Regions from separate parts of the Mus musculus genome. Here all the other regions are linked to region 2. The links are chromatin contacts, called in public promoter capture Hi-C maps. All regions are on one chromosome and are shown on one strand. The core of a region is the stretch at or near the end of the contact, and the rest is flanking DNA. Distances in the headings are between cores, read along the strand shown. Region 1 holds the start of Glce (glucuronyl C5-epimerase). Region 2 holds the start of Nptn (neuroplastin). Region 3 holds the start of Anp32a (acidic (leucine-rich) nuclear phosphoprotein 32 family, member A).

The links. Promoter capture Hi-C pulls out the DNA fragments that hold promoters and counts their contacts.
Region 1: a promoter capture Hi-C map of erythroid cells shows a contact between it and region 2, with 15 times the contacts expected there. The contact joins the promoter of Glce here to the promoter of Nptn in region 2. A contact is called at or near these places in 1 of 39 promoter capture datasets (erythroid cells) and 1 of 484 Hi-C or Micro-C datasets (CD8 T cells).
Region 3: a promoter capture Hi-C map of pre-B cells shows a contact between it and region 2, with 3 times the contacts expected there. The contact joins the promoter of Anp32a here to the promoter of Nptn in region 2. A contact is called at or near these places in 2 of 39 promoter capture datasets (erythroid cells and pre-B cells).

Annotation. Positions count from the first base shown.
Region 1 is chr9:62,120,662-62,124,565 of GRCm38.p6, reverse strand. Glce (glucuronyl C5-epimerase) reads left to right here and starts at 1,957. Exons shown (of 5, transcript NM_033320.5): 1 at 1,957-2,081. Mir5133 (microRNA 5133) reads left to right here and starts at 1,972; the gene lies at 1,972-2,048.
Region 2 is chr9:58,580,177-58,584,202 of GRCm38.p6, reverse strand. It overlaps Nptn (neuroplastin), which reads right to left and starts at 1,963. Exons shown (of 9, transcript NM_001357751.1): 1 at 1,677-1,963. The coding sequence starts at 1,767.
Region 3 is chr9:62,339,904-62,343,900 of GRCm38.p6, reverse strand. It overlaps Anp32a (acidic (leucine-rich) nuclear phosphoprotein 32 family, member A), which reads right to left and starts at 2,558. Exons shown (of 7, transcript NM_009672.3): 1 at 2,347-2,558. The coding sequence starts at 2,400. Gm20346 (predicted gene, 20346) reads left to right here. Exons shown (of 2, transcript NM_001378702.1): 2 at 1,913-2,399. The coding sequence ends at 1,977.

The sequences.
Region 1 (3,904 bases), core at 708-3,207, 3.5 Mb before region 2:
GTTTCCCATTTAACACCAAATCAAGTCCAATTACTGTGGCTTGGTAGTCAAAGCCTTTCACTATCTGGCTCCTTTCTGATCTTGCCCCCCACCCCCACCCCAGATGGGGGAATCTATTTACTGAGCCATCCAACCTGCAGCCTGGCTCAGCTCACATGCTTTTTATCATTGCTCTGGTTTAGATTATTTTCTCTGAAAAGCTTCCATTTCTGCCTTTAATTTATATGGGCCATCCTAGTATTTTACCACCCAGCTCAAGCTTCAGAGCTGCCTCTCTTCCCTCTGGATTTTTCTAACAGCTTTTGTCTGAACCAATTTGTGGCTCTCAGAGTGTGCAGTGGTGTGTGGACATTTTTCTTATTATGCACAAGGTGTGCAATAAGATAAGGAGTCATCAATATTCAACCATTTTCAAACTAGGAGAGGGGACTTTAAAAAAAAAGTAGCTAAAGAATGAAAAGAACACAGTTAGGCAGGTGCTAAAGGAAGACATCCTGAGCGTTGTCAATGAACCTCCGAGAAGCCATTGGGGAAAAAGTCCCACCAAAGAGACCATTTGTCTAGTAGGAGAGAGGTCTTTTGAAACTGTTGGGAGAGCAGCAGATTGTGTGGGCAAACGCAGTATTGTAGCAGGGAAATAAGGGATGAGAAGGTGGGGACCACAATACACTTTAATTTTCTCAAGACGTGGGATTCTCAGGACAGGGCAGCTCGAGTGGATAGAACCGGCAGGGTAGTTGTGTTCTGTTCAAATAACAGGGGATAATGAGTGTGTTCTGGGGATAAAGGGGCTAAAAAATTGATAATGGGGGTGGGGGTGGGGGTGGGGGAGCTGACTGAGTCTGGGCCTGGCTGAGGTCCAGTGCACAAGGGCAGGAGTTAACCTTGAGAAAGAGTAAGGCTACTTTTTGTGTTGGGCAAGGGAGACTAGGGGAAGATGAAGGAAAGCTACAGGGCAGGCATAATAATGAGTGAAGGGACTTAAATGTGAGGGGGGAATGGGAAAGGCTAGGAAAGCCCAGTTTCTGAAGCCAGTACAGATAAGCACCACAGTTTCCATTCCTTCCTTTTAGATTTATTGAATGCTCTATACCCTACCTGTGCTAAACATTACTGGGCCCTATGGTCTGTAAAGATACAAGTTCTCGGGTTTGTTAGGTTAGCACTCGTTTGAGATTTCGTTCTTCATCTTTGTGGAAGACTTTAAGTAGAACGCACAAATGAATTAGAAAGGTCCTTTGTTGGACCAGATAAACTGGGTTGGAGCTTAAAGCACCCGTGACGATATCATCGCCGTTTGAAATAAAAACGGAAGAGAGTCCGAAATGGGAGAAAGCTACACTAAAGGAGGAGACCGAAGTGAGTAAAGTGAGGCTGTAAGTCTTCAGGCTGGCAGATGGGACCTCCCTGTTCACTTCAGAGAGCAGTGAAAACGCACGGACAGCTCTTCGGTTTAAGCACTATTTAGTTCAGCTTCTCCGCTAAGTGTCTCTACGGCGGCCGAAGAGGACCAAACTTTGCCCAAACCACGTCATCTAAAGTACCTCTGCAACTGCCCAGGTAGCAAACTGACATCGGGTCAGCAACACCTTCGCCCGCAATTTATTGATGATAGGCGGGGAGAATTAGCTCTACTCTTTTGCAATTGGTCACAGGAGAATGCGAGTCCCGCCTTCTGCGCTGCCACCGTTGATTGGTTTTTTGGAACTGTCATTCGAGGACTCTCCGCCCCCTCATCATAGCTCCTCCCCTTAATATGGCCCCTCCTCTTGGTGACCCCGCCTTCTACACCGAATCTAACAGGCTGACGGAGCTGCCATTCGAAGAGCCTCCGTCCCGCCCTCTCCTCCCCGGCATGGCCTCGCCCCTTACCGTGGCTGGGATCTCGCGGGAAGAGCCGCGGGCACGGCGGCGGCTCGGCTCCCCAGTAGCGCGCCGAGCGGGCGGGCTCTCCTCACACGAGCGCTTCCTCGCCGAGAGGCTGGAGCTGCGGCAGCGCAGGCCTGGGCCGCCGTGTCTCTGCCGCTCGCTTCAGTTTTCCTCAGGGCTCTGGGGGCCGCTCGTCCGCCGACGCGCCTCAGGTGAGGGAGCTCGTCGTGTCGTGGCTGAGGGGCGGCCGTGGCAAGTGGGCTCGCGACGGGGGCGGCTCCCGGGGATGCGCGGCGTTCCGAGTGCGGGGATCTTGGGTGACGCGGCGGGGGCTGGGGTCTCGGGGCTTCTTTGGCTTTGGAGTGGGGGTGGGTGGCTGCCCAGGCGGTCCCGGGTCTCTAGGGTCGCGGGAGCGCGTCCTGTGTCCTGCCTGAGAGCCCGGGTGCTGGCATAGCGCGGTTCTGGGACTTGGAGACCATTTCTGGCGATCCCGTGCAGTTGAGGGGCTTGGGATACAGTTTAGCCTTGTCCGGAGGGCACGGGGAGACCTATGAGCGGAGAGGGGTCCGCTTGGCATTCCTGGGGTAAAGCAGGAGGATGTCAGGGTTCCAGAGACTTGGGTTTGTTTAAGGTCGCCATGGGGTGATAAGACGATGCCCGTGTCCCTCCCGGGAAGGAACGGACTGGGTGGGTGTGGGTGGGGGCGGGAAGCGTGCATGGGGAGACCAACATTTGTATTGGGGTTTCTGCTTCGCCCAGAGGGGGGCGGTAACTGTGCGTGATGGTCCCCATTCTTTTTCGGGGCGACAAGGAGGGTGATTTTGCCGTGTGGGCGCGGCTCAGCGGTCTCTGGGTCTCCAGGGGTGCCAGACCCGGTTTCAGGAGCCACCCCATGGCACTGCTTGTGGCTTTCGGTATCTGACGGTCTCGATCTGGTCTCTCTCTCTTTCTCGATGAGATTTAACTCAGTGCTTCTTCGTTGGACGCTTGATCGGGGCAGTTGCCTAGTTGGAGACACAGTGGGCTTGTTCTGCAGTTTTCTTTTCTTTGCCCCAGGATACCTTTGGGGACGCGCTGGTGTCGCCGGAGCTCTGATCTCCGGAGGAGAGGAGAGGAGCGATACCAGACTTGAGCATGTTGTCTGGAATACCTGACTGTTGAGTGAGGGTTTAGATCTGAGGGTAGGGCGGCTGTGCGATTTGGGCTTTCTGTTTTAGGTAGTGTTTGATGGTCTTGCATGGTTAAATCTGTCCTGAATTTGCCTGGGTGTTAGGTAGTGCCAAGAAGCATCCTTTCTAAAGGTTTTGTGGAAGAGGGGTAATTAAAAACAAAAGTGTAGCATATTATGTATGTATGTCTCAAGTCCAGATTTCTACAAAAGCGTCATTGGCAACCTGTTAATGATGCCCTATTGAGCTTCTTTAGAGAATTCTGGTACATCAGTTTTTACCGTGGTTTGAATCTTACAGAGTTCTTGAAGACTCTGCCAGACTTAGGTGGAACTTAAAATGACTTATAGGTATCTGCCTGTGAGTGGTTTAAAAACGTGTGTCAGAATGTCTGTACATTTGCCTGAGAATTCTCCTGGTTAGGCAGTCTAATGTCACTTTAGTCTAAGGAAACATTGCTGAGGTGCTTGTAAACAGAAAATATGATATAAGCAGGCAAATTGAAGTATCTTTGCTTTGTCAGTCTTTTTCTTGTCAGTTTTTTTTAAAGATAATTTCTTCTGTCTTTTTAATTAGAAAGATTGGGGACAAGTTACTAAAGCTTTGAATTTTGCAATCATGTAAAAACAAACAAAGGAATGTACTGCAGTGCTAATTTGGGCTTTGGGGCTGGGTATTAGGTTAGTTTTCATTTTCTCACACCTAAGTATGGGATCATCTTTTATGATCATCAAAACTGATCAATTGAGCAAATATTTGGTTGAAACCAAAGCCCAAAAACTCAGTTTGAAAGACAAATGACAAAGTAGCCAAATTTCAGAAGCTTCAATCTCAATCTCTCTCTCTCTCTCTCCTCTCTCCCTCTC
Region 2 (4,026 bases), core at 714-3,213:
TCAGGCTAACTTTACCCTTTCCCTTCTACAGCTTCATACTTGAAGGAAAAGGGGGTGGAAGTGTCCATATCCTTAGGATATTCAATGTAAGAAACAAATGTTTCCTTTCTGGCTCATGAAGTAATAAAGCCATGGGGCATAAAATTCCCTTGTAAAGGGAATATTTGATAAAGTGACTTTTTTTCCAATACTAAATGTGATACATTATTACTGTATCCGCTAGCATTTTAAGCTCAGTTTGTCTTCAAAATACTCAACTCCACTGGCTCTGACTGATTTTTGTTTTAATGAAAGCCACTTCAAATTGTTTTAGCATAACAACGAAGAAATTCAGAGATTAAAACTAATGACTAATGTATGGCTCCCTATCCCTAACCAACTTCTCATTAATTTTTTTCATGTTTAAAATAGAAATCTTTAAACCTCCTAATAGTTGTTTCCACAATAGCTGAATTAGGTTCATTATCCCTTTAGGTTTGTATCTGAATGTGCGGTTCAACAACGGACTGTGACAATTCCAACAGAATCTGTCATGTTTAGCTCCCCAAGCCTATTATCTTTCACCATCTTCTCTAAAGAGCTTCAGTTCGCAACCCAATTCTCACTTCCACTGTACCTTAAACCCAACCCAGAGACCACATTCATATTCCTCAGAAATAACATCTTTGCAATCTTGAAACTTTCAGTTCTAAAAGCCCACTTCCTCCATCTCCCCTGCCACCATCTCTCATTGCCCTCAATCCCACCACTGCAGATGTGGCTGTGTCCCAGCCCTCCCCAAAGGCCGAACTAGCATCATAAAGCATTTGCCACAACTCGTCCCCTCCCTAATGTATCCGCCGCGCTACAAAGCAACATTACACCCCCGACTTCCTGCATTTTACTCTCTTCCCTTATTTTTCCGTCTTCCCCCACTCCCACCACTATACCCAGGCACCCTTTACTTCCCTGATATTTCTTCTACCTCGGTTTTAAAGCTTTCCCCGCATCCTCTGCTCATTTTCCTCTCCTTATTTAGAAACTCCCTTTTGCTTTCCCAACCGCTACCCTAGAATGCCCAGCACTCCACCCTCCTTGGCAAAACCCAATCCTCTTCCCCCAGCTCGTTTGGAGACACTGCTGCTTCTCTTCTCCAGGTCCCCCTACTGCAGTCAACCCACTCCATCTTTCCACCCACCTTCCCTCTACCCCCAAATCCAAGGTTTCCCGAATCGCTCACTAACCCCTCTCCTTGAGAGACTCAAGCAGTCTGCTGCCTCTAGGTATTCTACGGGATCCTTTTGACCCCAGCTTCCCCCCTCCTCCCATTTTGCAGAATGTCACCCGGGTTCCAGGGCCCCAGTAGAATCCCGGGTGTCAGCGCCCGCGGAGCCCGGTTCTCTCGCCGACACCACCCCTCCGCCAGCTCGAACTCGAACGCCTGTCTCCCGCCGCTTTCTCCAGAGCCGCCCCCGCTACTCCAGCTCCCGGTGCGCGATGAGCCCTACGCCGCGGACCTGTCTACAGAGCCCCGGGCTCGCACCAAAGCGACGCCTCCACCTCTCCGCGAAGCACCTCCTCGCCTCAGCCGGGTCGCCCGCTGCCGGCTCCGGCATCCCCCTCAGGCCTGGGCCCGGCCCCTCTGGTTGCCAGAGCCGGGCGCCCCCGCCCGACCCGCCCCCGGCCCCTCGGCTTACCGTTCTGAGCAGCGCCTGGCCCTGGAAGGAGCGAGCCAGAGACCAGCAAGAGCGAGAGGGCCAGGGCGCCGGGGAGCGACGAGCCCGACATCCTCCCTAGCCGGAGAGCGCGCAGCGAATGGGCCGGGGCCGGGGCCGGGGAAAGGGAGGGGAGGGAGGGAGGGGGCGGGCGAGCGCGCGCGCGAGGGAGTGAACGAGGGAGGCAGCCGCGGCCGAGCTCCGTCCTTCCCTGTCCTCCTCCTACCGCCGCAGCGTCCAAGCCTCGCGAGACCTCCGCTGGCGGCCGTGGGCGGGCCAGGAGCACCGGCGGCAAGGCTCGCGAGAAGAGGCCCTCTTCCCCCCCCTCCCCAAGTCCCCGCCCCTGCAGAGGCTGATTGGCCAAGCACAAGGGCGGTCACGTGCGAAGGGCGCTTTTGGCCACGTGACGGGGCGAGGCGGGGACTCCACCCGCTCCTTCTCCCACGGGGGAAGACGGCGGAGTACAGTTCTCACTTCTATGGGATCCTAGCGCTCAGAAATTAGAGGAAGCATTGAGAAAACAATGCTCCCCCCACCCATCCTGCCTTTCATGCGTTACTGCTCGAAGCTTCAGAAATGGATACCCTAGACCCTGCTTTTGAGCTTCCTATTAGTACCCCTTATCAAAACCCTGCTTTTCCTTCTGGACTTTGACCAGAGACCCCTAGAGGTATCTGGCCACAACCTCTCTGCCTCGTGGATTTTTTTTTCCCTTCCAGGCAGTGTTAACGATCGCTGTGCTTCCTTGCACGGACATCTGTTCCCTCAGCCTTCAAGTGTCCTCCTTTTCCTCCCTACCTGTGCCCTCCCCACCCCTCTTTGGCCTTATTTTAGCTTCACAAGCTCTGAGGGCCTGAAGAGCTAGCCTGTGCAGGGCTACAGATCCAATTCTACAAGGAAGTCACAGTGTGTCCAGTAATAGGCAGAACCTTTGGTAGAGGAAACCCGTAAGAAAATAGTTTCCACTCAGTTCACTGTTCAGCCTGGTGTATCAGAGATGACCCACAGGAAAGGGGCAATCAAAAAGGAGTTTAGCCATGTTGCATAGAAAGTTGAGAAATGCCTTCTTTTGCGGTGAGAGAGTACTGGGGAGATGTCATAGTCCTTAAAAATGCTTGATACACAAACGTGAAGACCTGAGTTTCCCCAGCATAAAACAGAAAAGGATGGCCACCAGAGCCAACGCTGTAATCTGAGTCTGGAGAAGAGAAGAGCTCTCTGGTTTGCTAACTAGTCTGCCTAGCCGATCGATGAGGTCTAGGCTCAGTGAGGGACCCTACCTCAAAAACTGAGTATTCTCCAAAAAAAAAAAAAAAAGAAAGAAAGAAAGAAAGAAAAAGAATAGTTAAGGGAGATACCCGAAGGCAACTTCTGGCCTCCCAGTGCGGGCACACAGGCTCTCGAACACAAACACAGATTTGGGGGAGTTGGCTTGTTTGTTTTCCCTGAACCACCCTCAGCACTTGTGGTTAGCAAAGGAGTGTTTTCTGTGGCTTAGCTCATCTATGAGTCACAACAGACATCCTCGGGTGTCTCTGTGGCTTACAAGTGAGAAAGGGTAAACTGGCCTGCTGACCTGACTATATTCAAAGGGTTAGAGAATCTGGAGTAAAGAGGAGGCAGAGGGGGGCTGGTGAGATGGCTTCAGTGGGTAAGAGCACCCGACTGCTCTTCCGAAGGTCTGGAGTTCAAATCCCAGCAACCACATGGTGGCTCACAACCATCCATAACGAGATCTGGCGCCCTCTTCTGGAGTGTTTGAAGACAGCTACAGTGTACTTACATATAATAAATAAATAAATCTTAAAAAAAAAAAAAAAAAAAAAAAAAAGGAGGAGGCAGAGGCAGTTGGATTTCTGAGTTCGAGGCCAACCTGGTCTACAAAGTGAGTTCCAGGACAGCCAGGGCTAAACAGAGAAACCCTGTCTCAAAAAACCGAAAAAAAAAAAAAAAGAAAGAAAGAAAGGAAGGAAGAAAGAAAGAAACCATCACAAACTCTCCAGAACTCTCCAGCTTTCCCAGGAACTAGACAACTATCTGCTATCTGCTATAGACTGTGCTTTGCAGCAAGGGCTGGGGCTCTATCTCTGGGGTATGTTCACAGAAGAAAAGCTGTGTCCTAACAAACCTACGTATTTACACTCGCAACGAGAAATCCTTATAAAAGTATCATTCACAGATGGGGAAACTGAGGCTAAGAGATGGCAGGTTTTGCTCAGGATCTCCAAGCATAACTGTGGATGGCAGACAGTCGGGTTCTCTTGCTTCTAGGCTTATTTTAGAAGCACATCTCCTTGCCCTCTTTAAGTTGAGAGTGGCCTGTGGCTGTCTC
Region 3 (3,997 bases), core at 1,309-3,808, 3.8 Mb before region 2:
TGTTTTCCAAAAACGTTTATTTGAAAAAAGCAAAAACCCAGCAAAACAACAACAAAAAGCCAGTTCCTCCTCCCCCACCCCTTTTGTCCCTCTTTCGAGAGCTTTCTGCCCTCCCCTCCCCCATGCGCAGCAAGTGCCCCCTCCCCCGCCACCCGCGCGCCCCACCCCGCCATAAGCCCGGAGGCCGGCGAGTGGGCAGCAGACTCACGGCGAGGGGGCGAAGCGTGAGAAATCGCGCCCAGCCCAGAGCGCCCGCCCCTCCCCCAGCGCACACACTCGGGGAAGTTTAAAGAGCCGGTTCGACCCGCTTTCCGTTTCGCTCCGGGTCAGCTAGTACTGTGGACCGCTCGGTCGGGTCCGGCGCTGCTGCGCACCTACTCGCCGGGACCCTGAAGCCCCCCAACTACATATAGGGGTCTTCCGGGAAAGTACGCGGGAAGTCGCGTTCGGCCCCCTCCCCCCAGCACCACACCCAGTCCCTTCCACCCCCCGGGATCGGGCACCCTGGCTGGGTCGGGACGCCACCGGGCGAACCAGGCAGCCCCCGCGGCAAGTCCTGGTGCTAGGGGTGCCCCCTCCTTCCGCCCTGCGCGCCATAAGGCTGTAGCACGTCTCCAGTGCACAGCTGCGTGAGGATGGGCGGTCGGCAGAAAGGAGCTTGTTTTCAAAAGTCTTACTCAGGTTTAGAAGGAGGAATTAGGAGAAAAGAGGAAATGAGGCCTGCCTTTGTCAGGATTCGAGGGGTCAAGTGGCTGGAGGGGCGACAGGTCAGCACAACGTGCTACGCGAGCCCCCAACTCGCCCGAGCCCCAGACCCTCAGGCTAGACCCGAGATCTTTCCCGCCCGCGAGCTCCTGCTCCCTACTACCGAGCCTAGAGGGGAAGTTGGCTAGGGTTTCCACCGCAGACCCTAAGGTCTCTCGAATGGGTCAACTCGCAGACAACACGAGTGCGTGAAAGCGAGAGGGAGACAAAAATAAACAGTAGCTTTCGAGTCACCCACCAACCCTCACTTCCCCTTGCAGTGGGCTCGCGCCCAGCCTCCCTGTTCCCACCGGTGTAAGTTTCCTCCTGCCATACTCCCGCCGCTGCCCAATCCATAACGGCTACGGCCAGACGAACTGCCCATCCCAGAGCTGCGTGCCTGCCGTGCCCGCAAGAATGTAGACTGGGTCGGTCCCCACAGCGGCACTAGCTCTGGGCAGCTCGGGTTCTGATAAAGTTTCTCGTGCCCATTTATTAACCAAGCGCCGAATGGCTGCCAGGGAGCCCACCCCAGGAGAAGCAAGGACCGGGAAGGTGGGGTGTCTGCTGCCGATGAGGCGTCAGGGTGCCAAGGCTGGCATCTGGGGAGGGAGCCGGGGGCCAGAACGGGACGCAGCCTCCGGGCAACTTACATTAGCGACGCTCGTGGTTGGGGAGGCGCGAGGATTATCTGAGCATTTGCACACTTCACAATCCCTCCCCCTTAACCTAAGGTACCCCCCCTCCCTTTCCGCGAGGAAGAAGGGAGAAAAGACAGCATCTGGCCCAAAGGTGGGGTGGAAAGAGTGAGAGAGAAAGGAGAAGGAAGGCAGACAGAGAAAGGGAGGGAGGGAGAGAAAGGGCGCGTTCACGAACACGACAAAGTTACAAATATGGCTCCCCACCTCTCGCCTCATCCCCGCAGAGAAACGAAGACGCGCTTTAAACTCGAGCCATCTCCCAACTCCGCAGCAGTCGGGTCCCCACGCGCTCTCCCCGGGGTCCTCGGGCTACATTGATCAGAAACTATACCGGACTCGCGAAGCCCAAAACTTATTGTGTGCGAGCGAGCGAAAGAGACTGCAAAGGGAGGGGGCAGGCGCGGGAGGGGGCGGAAAGGGGGTTACGCTTCTAAAATATAACAACCCCTTTTTGTTGTTTAATCCAGGAGGCAGCCCATCTTCTCCTCCCCTCGATCATCTTTTCCATCCAGATGCAAGTCGTGGGAGCTGAGAGCTCGGACGAGGGTGAAATTGCCGCCTTCCCTCCGACCCGAACGCGTGCGCCCCGCCGGCCCCCCGCTGGGTGCACACTCGCACGCACACCCTCGCACCCATACCCGCACACGCGGGAGCACACGCACAGGTAGTCAGTCACACACCAAGGGCAGCAGCGACGGCGGACGAAACATGCTCCGGTGGCATTGCAACCCCCCCCACCCCCGCCATCCAACCTTGCAATTCATTTGCAGTCAGACCCCAAACCCCACACCTTCCCCGGAGCCCCCCTCCATAAAAAAGTGCCTTCCCCCCAAAACACACACGCACACATAACACAAAGTAGGAGAATGGACCGACAGAGATATTTTTGGCAAATGCTCACATCAGAGGGCGTCCTGTTCCGCAGCTCTAAATAAATCCGTTTGTCCATCTCCATCTCTCGCGCTCTCTCTTTCTGCAGAGGATCCTGCGCCAGCGGAATTCAATCAATAAACCCCGAACCCACGGCCGCGCGTTTTAGGACTTTGAAGGCTCAACCAGCTCCGCTCGGTTCTCGAGCCCCCAGCACCCGCGGCGCACACTAACCTGATCGCCGTAGAGGCGGGACCTGCGGCTCCTTGCGTGGAGCGGCGGCAACAAGAGCCAATCAAATGGCGAGGCTTCGGACGCCAGCCAATAGTGGTGGTGGCGGCGGGGGGCAGGGTCCAATGGGCATCCTGCGCAGCGGGCCAGGGAGGCTCAGCCATTTGGCTGTGGTGCCGGAGACGGACCCCTTTAGATACCGGGGCCGCCGAAGAGGAGCGCGGCTGCACCTTGGTGGTTGCGCGCTGGGGGCGGGAGGGAAGGCAGGGCAGGTGCGTGGACCTGAAGGTTCGTGGCCGGGGGCGGGGCCGCAGGTGCGTGGACACGGGAGGGGCGGGGTCCTTGCGGGGGCATCCTCTGGGTGCTGGGCGGGCGGACGAGGCCTGGGGCGCGCGGGCACAAGGCAGGCCCAAGGAGGGCGCGCATTTTTGGAGCGCACGAAGGACAAATCCCACCACACACACACACACCCCGGGATGCCCACTTGGCACAACCCCTCCGACCGGTCTGCTCCCATCTCCGCAATTAAATAATCAAGTCTTAAGTGCATGACGCTCCCACATCCAAAGGAGCGAGGGCGCGATCTCGACCCCAGAGGCTTGGCAATCTGATGCCCTGTCTTAAAAGAAGCAATTCCCCGAGAGTCATCGGGGGGATCTTGTATAGGGCAATTAATGAATGGAAAGGCCGCAGATGGAGAACTGTATAAAATATTAAAAAGTGGAAAAGGAAGGTGCTGGGAACTGCCGATTCTCAGAGCCGAACATAATTGACGGGCTTTATAGGATTTTTTGAGAGAGAGCGTTGCACGTTTCATTCTAATCGTTTGGTTGGATCTGCATTGCCAAAGAGTCGCTAACTGGGGGCACTTACGCCAGGTCTTACAGTTGCTTTGGGTTTTGTTTTTGTTCGACCACGTTACGTTTTTTAAGAAACCTTTACAGCCCTGGTTCCCATTGGGTTACCAGCTTCCTATGGGCAGCCCTCGGACCTCATGGTACTATGTGGATGTCCGGCTGTGAACAAATTACGGGATACATGTTTAATTTTATTCACACAACTTTATCATAGTGTCTTTTCCTATGTGTCTTCATCTACACGCTTCTGCAAACACCCCCAAAGTAATTCTTTTTTTGAGACATTAGAACTAAGTATTTTATTTAGTTAGTTCTTTTAGATCAAACAAATGGATTTGAAAGCTGATAAATGTTTATTCTAAGTAGCTGGAAGTACAAAATAAAACCATTTCGTCTGGGTAAATATGTAATTTCTTTACGTTGTTCATTTGACATTTCTTATCCTTAGATTTTTGTTAATTTTTACAAAGGCTGTATATCTGGAATGTTTCAATTGTATTGTTTCCTTTTAAAAACACAAAGAACTCCAAATTATCTCTTTGCCAATGTATCAGCTCATGTTTCTGGATAAGGTTTTTAAAGCAATAATAGTTT